Linked DNA regions of Rattus norvegicus: region 2 is linked to region 1. The links are chromatin contacts, called in public Hi-C maps. All regions are on one chromosome and are shown on one strand. The core of a region is the stretch at or near the end of the contact, and the rest is flanking DNA. Distances in the headings are between cores, read along the strand shown.

Region 1 (2,855 bases), core at 83-2,582:
ACGAGACAGGGAGGAGGGTTCAATTCAGATGCATGCCATATTATGTGGACTAGGAACCAGTCTGGCTATCCTTCCACATCCCACTTGCTCTACAATAACACAAGAGCACTTCAGGAGTGCAAATGTCTCCGTTGTGAATACAGATTTACCTCTTTTAACAGACTAATGCTTTCCAAGGACACGAATGATTCACTGGAACCTGGGCAGGGCTATTTATTCCTCATAGGATTGTGGTGTTAAGTGTTGCGGGCTAAATACAGATAACAAGTGACAGTAGTTCAGTTGTTTTAAAAATTTTGCTCTTCTCTTTAGTTAGGGCAGTTGAAAGTGACTTAAACGCGGAAATGAAGTACCGGATTATACGCAGGTAGGCTTTTCAACCAAAAGACAAAATACTAGGTTTAGAAGGCTGGATTTTGTGAACTTGTAAGGGCAGTGCAAACCAGAGGGCAGAACTAAAGTTTTCTTCAATTGAGATTAGCTAAAAAGCAATTAATTGTACTTGTTAAAACCTCAAACTTTCATTTTTCTATAAAATGATTCATACAGGATAAGGTTGAACCAAACATGCTCGTCGGAGCCTTTCAACCTTGACATCTCTGGATATTATAGTTTTGGGCGGATTGCTGCTGATCCTGACCCTTCACTCTATGCACAAGTGACTAGTTCTCTTTTTAGACGGTGATTGATTATCCTAAAAATTTCTCGACTTAACTACAAGCTACTGGCCCTCCGTGGTGCCCAATAAACGTTTGTAGAATGAATGAATACCTGCTGGGTTAGGTTCTTCGTAGGGGCCAGATCCAGCCTTCCAGTTCAGGATCCTGTAGAGGTCAACCCTCTCCCGCCAGTGTAAACTGGCGCTTGCCCCGTATAAGCATAGTTCTCACTGTGGAGGACCTTGTCCTGCTCTAATGATTGGTCACAGACATCTGAAGACAACTTTTAAGAGGATTAGGGGCAGGCAGGTTAAATCCCTGGACCGCCAGCTTGGTTTCTAAGCAGATTCCCAAGCTTCACCACTGAGGACAAGGAACTCAAAGAGAGCCGGAACTCTCTGTTATGCTTCTGTGTCCGCCGTTAAAGTTCTCCCCCTGTTCCCGTCACAAATCTCGTCGCCAGAGCAACAGTGGGCGTCAACAAACGCAGGACGGAAATAAGAATGTAGTACACGTCTTCAGAGAGGAGATAGGCCATGCGCAGGCGCATTAATTTATTTCCGGCTGTAGTTTTCAGTCTGGGGATGTAGTCTGCGTCTGCGCATTAATTGTGAGGCGCCAAGGTTGGCTTTTACCCCGGACCCAATTGGCCCGCCGGCGTGGGAGTGGCTAGAGCCCGCTAACGCGCACGCGCGAGCCACATACCCTGTGTTCGTCCGGTATCCGAAGTTCCCGGGTTCGTCATGTCGGCGTCTGTGGTGTCCGTCATCTCCCGGTTCCTGGAGGAGTACTTGAGCTCCACTCCACAGCGGCTGAAGTTGCTGGATGCCTATCTCCTTTATATATTGCTGACCGGGGCGCTGCAGTTCGGCTACTGTCTCCTCGTGGGCACCTTCCCCTTCAACTCTTTCCTCTCTGGCTTCATCTCTTGTGTGGGCAGCTTCATCTTAGCGGGTAATGATTCTGTATCCTAATAATAATGTCCCACTTTTGGCACGCAGCTTCGTCCTCACTGTACCCTTTGGTAGTTTGTAGAAAGTCGTCGCCTGTGAAGTCACTCTTACTTCTTGGGATCCAGGAAGGAAACTCAGAAATGTTGTCACATTTCTAATGCCAAACAGCTGGCTAGGAGCTGAAACTGAATATGTAAAGAAATAGCTCTTCTGGTGGTCGTCGTAGTTAATACCGCTCTAATGAAAAAATACCCAATTTTGATGAAGCCTTAATACAAATTTCAAGTTTGTAAGAGCTTTAAATGGAAAGTCAAACTGAACCATTTCCATCACTTTGGCCTAATCCCTACTCCATCTAGGAGAAGACTTTAGTGATAGTATAGGAATTTAAATATTAGTGATTGATTGTGAGGAGGCAATCCATTGATGCTGACTTTTTAGTTGCCCCTTCTTATTTCTGTGCATAGTTTCTGTGATTTTTCTCATTATCCCGAACTCAGTTTTTTATTCGCACAATTGTGTATTAGCCCTTCTTTCTGGTCTACACATTTGATAACCTTACAGACTTACAGACTTAATGAGGATTGCCGCCATGTGTTTTATCTGAACCCCGACCTTTCTTGCCCCATGGGATTGAGAGAACTCTGGGACCAGGTGGCTCAGGAATGTTACTACCACATGTATTAGGATCAGCAGTGTTTTGGGAGTTTATTAGCAATTGTTTTTTTCAGCGAAGTAGAGCTGGTTTGGGCAGAGACAAAAGGTGGCATTGGACTTGTCTGGAGATTTGATTTACAGTCTTAACATAAATCTCAGTCACATGTACACATTCACATTGCTAGTTTGGGCACACTGGGCACAATCAGAACTGGAGCTGCACAATCAGCTTGTTAAGTGGTCGTCTTTGGGTTTTGGTTCAGTTCCCTGAGGCTACACCCTAACCATCAGGATCTGTTAGCACCATTAGGCAGATCTGACAAGCCTCTTTACTGTGCCCAGTACCATTCAAGGCAGTTCAATTAACCAGCCAGGAGAAAGCATCTTACTGAGAGCCTCTTATTTATTTATCCTCTGGTTACAGAAGTGTAGGAACAGGGTGAGGCCGTAGCCTGAGTTAAGTAGGCCCTGTCCTGTTGAAGCCTCCCATCTTCACAAGCCTCTGCCTTAAGTTCTGACTTTCCAGGACTACATAGAAAAGAACAATTTGCTGAAAAGTCATGTTAGTGCGTTCTCTCATTCTCTT
Region 2 (2,937 bases), core at 27-2,526, 190 kb before region 1:
CTGCCATGCTGAATTAATTTTTCCTTCAGAAACCCTTCACTCAGTGTAAGTCTTTGCTAAACTTCATCTCACTGTATAATGAAATGCAGGGCTTTTTTTTTTTTCTTCTTCCCCACTTTTGATTTTTTTGAGGCGAGGTTTGACAATGTAGCTCTGAGTGCTTCTGCCTCCTGAGTGCTGATTGCAGGTATGTGTCATTACCCTTTTAAAAGTTTTATCTTAATGTGATTGGGTGTTTTCCTTGCATGTATGTCTGAACACCGTGTGGGTGCATGGTACAGGTGGAAGCTTAAAGATGACATCAGAGATCTTGGAACTGGAGTTACAAGCAATTTTGAGTCACCATGTGGGTGTTGAGAATCGATCCCAAATCCTCCGGAAGAACAGTCACTGCATTAGAGGCGTATCTCGAGGCGTGTCGACAGCTCATTCGCTTTTTTTTTTTTTAAAAGAGACTTCCCTGTATTGAGTCTGCCATATTCAGAGTTGTAGGGATCTTCAGTGTTCTCTTCAGCAGCTTTTCAAAGAATTCCTTGTGTATTTGCAACCAAATTCTCAAAATACCACTTCTGAGGGGATAAAAGTCACACACACTTCCAGCCCCCAGGACAGCCCAAGTTAGAATTACCTTGTATCTCCTGGGCACGATCCCCTACAGATTACTTTCCTTAGCCTTTTTATTATTTATTGATACACAGGGTCTCATTCTGTAGTTCAGGATAATCAGGGGTTCCCTACATAGCATTTGCCTCACAGCAATCCCTCTGCCTCAACTCTCCAAAGCTAAAACTTCAGGGGTGAACTAACACTCAGCTATGTAGTCAGACAAAATTAGAGCTTCGAACTCTTGCCTAAGTAAAAGGTTCAGTATTTTCCCAGACACGCCCCCCAATCCCTACAACCGGGTGGTCTCAGAGGAAAAAGAAAAAAAACCTTGACATCAAGGCTCACCCGCGAAAGACCAGTCAGGAAGCTCCGTGAGGGGCCCATAGCCGGAAGGATTGGCAGCCAGCCCTTGCCTGGGTGAGGTAAAAACAGTGGGGGTGAGTAATCGGCGGGATGCCAGGTCCCGCCGCGTCCCCGCCCGGCACTCACTGGAGTCGCCACTGGCTGCCGGCCCGCGCCACTGCACTACTGTGCAACCTCCGGACACCTACTGGAAGAGTAGCGAGTTAGAGGTCTGTTGCCCCGCGGCCCCCGGGTTCCCAACCTCACAATCACTCACTGGATAGCCAGGTCCCTAAGGCAGCCATGCTGGAGCAAAGAAACCGGAAGTGGGCGTGGCTCCGGTAGCCACGCAGGACGCTGCCGGGGAAAACCGGAAGCCGACATCTTGAATGTGGTTTTCAATCGCGGGTCCCACCATCTTGGGTCATCGTACGGAAGTGAGAGTTCGCTGCCGGCTGTATGTTCTGAACAGGAGGAACTGTCCCGCGCGTGCATCTTACAACCTCCGAGGTGGTCGAGATAAATGCGACCGAATCCTTTTCAGCTGTTTCCAAGACCTTTCCTGGACGTCCTCCAGCCTTTGGAAATTTAGGGTAACTCAGAAGTGTCGCATCCAACGAACCTCATTGTGCAGCCTTCTGCATCATTTTAACGTTTGTTTTCTGATCATGGTACGATCAAGTGTAGAACGAGTCAGAAAAATTTGGTTCTCACCCAACAGAATCGAAGAAGTAATGAATGGGTTTGGAGATTGTAAGGATAGGTAAAAGCAGTCCAGATAAGACATTGAGTCTAGGGAAGACAGATGATCATAGACATGACTAATGCTAGGAAGGGAAGTATATGTTATTTGCAAGAATATGTATGGAAATACGAAATTGAGGACACTGGTAAACTTTTTTGAGGAAGTTGTACTGGTGCCAATTTTTTTTTTTTAGACAGGGTCTCGCCATGCAACTATGGTACTCAGTATATAGACCAGGCTGGCCTCGAACTCACAGAGATACATCTGCCTCTGCTCCCGAATACAGGGTTATAATTCTGATGATTTAAAGAGCATCTACCGCACATTCTCATGAGTTAAGTATACTTTGAGTGGTCCAAACCTGAAAACTGAACTCTGAAGTGCTTCAAAATCAAATTTGTTGAATCCAAACATGATACTACAATGGGAAATTACACACCTGAAGTCACGGGGGAATTTTAGTAAAAAAACAAACAAAAAAATAGGTGTGCTAAGGGCTGGTAATGGTGCTGTGGTGTAGTGCTTTGCCTAGCATTCTCAGACTGTGGATTCATCTCCAGCATACACAAAAATAACATCCAGCATGAAGGAATTTTATGCTTAGAATTCAGGTCCATCCCCAACACACAATATATATTCAAGTGTTCCCAAATTAGGCATTTCTGTATTAAGGGCCCAGGACTTGGACAGATTCCCTGGTAGGCAGACAGATAAGGTCATGACTAGATAATGATGAATTTCCAAGATGTCTGGCTTCTTCCTCCCCTCCTAGCCTGAGACAGAAGCCTGGCAGCATAAAACAAGGGGCTTGTGGGCTTTTTCTCCCTCCCAATAGACCTCCTGCTGATGGACTGGCTCCAGAAATTCAAGGTTGGATCAGTAGAGGTTACAAAACAGTGAACTCGAGAGATGGCTCAGCAGTTAAGAGTTCCAATTCCCAGCAACCACATTGTGGCTCATAACTACCTATAAGGGGATCTGATGCCCTCTTCTGGCCTGTGAGTGTATATGCAACAGGGCACTCAAATTCCATTAGAAGAGGAAGAGGAAGGGGAGGAAGAAGAAGGGGAGGAGAAGAAGGAAGAAGAAGAGGAAGAAGAGGAAGAGGAAGAAGAAGAAGAAGAAGAAGAAGAAGAAGAAGAAGAAGAAGAAGAAGAAGAAGAAGAAGAAGAAGAAGAAGAAGAAGAAGACGACGACGGGGTTGGGGATTTGGGGATTTAGCTCAGTGGTAGAGCGTTGAGCAA

What was found. A called contact is a pair of places that touch in the nucleus more often than the background predicts.
Region 2: a contact with region 1 is called in a Hi-C map of the A7r5 cell line, with 2.5 times the contacts expected there. The contact joins the promoter of Mrpl52 here to the promoter of Dad1 in region 1. A contact is called at or near these places in 2 of 12 Hi-C or Micro-C datasets (the A7r5 cell line and hepatocytes).

Annotation. Positions count from the first base shown.
Region 1 is chr15:31,665,636-31,668,490 of GRCr8, reverse strand. It overlaps Dad1 (defender against cell death 1), which reads left to right and starts at 1,332. Exons shown (of 3, transcript NM_138910.4): 1 at 1,332-1,613. The coding sequence starts at 1,403.
Region 2 is chr15:31,851,275-31,854,211 of GRCr8, reverse strand. It overlaps Mrpl52 (mitochondrial ribosomal protein L52), which reads right to left and starts at 1,276. Exons shown (of 5, transcript NM_001108375.2): 1 at 1,226-1,276; 2 at 1,096-1,156; 3 at 952-1,019. The coding sequence starts at 1,253. It also overlaps a transcript of Slc7a7 not described here.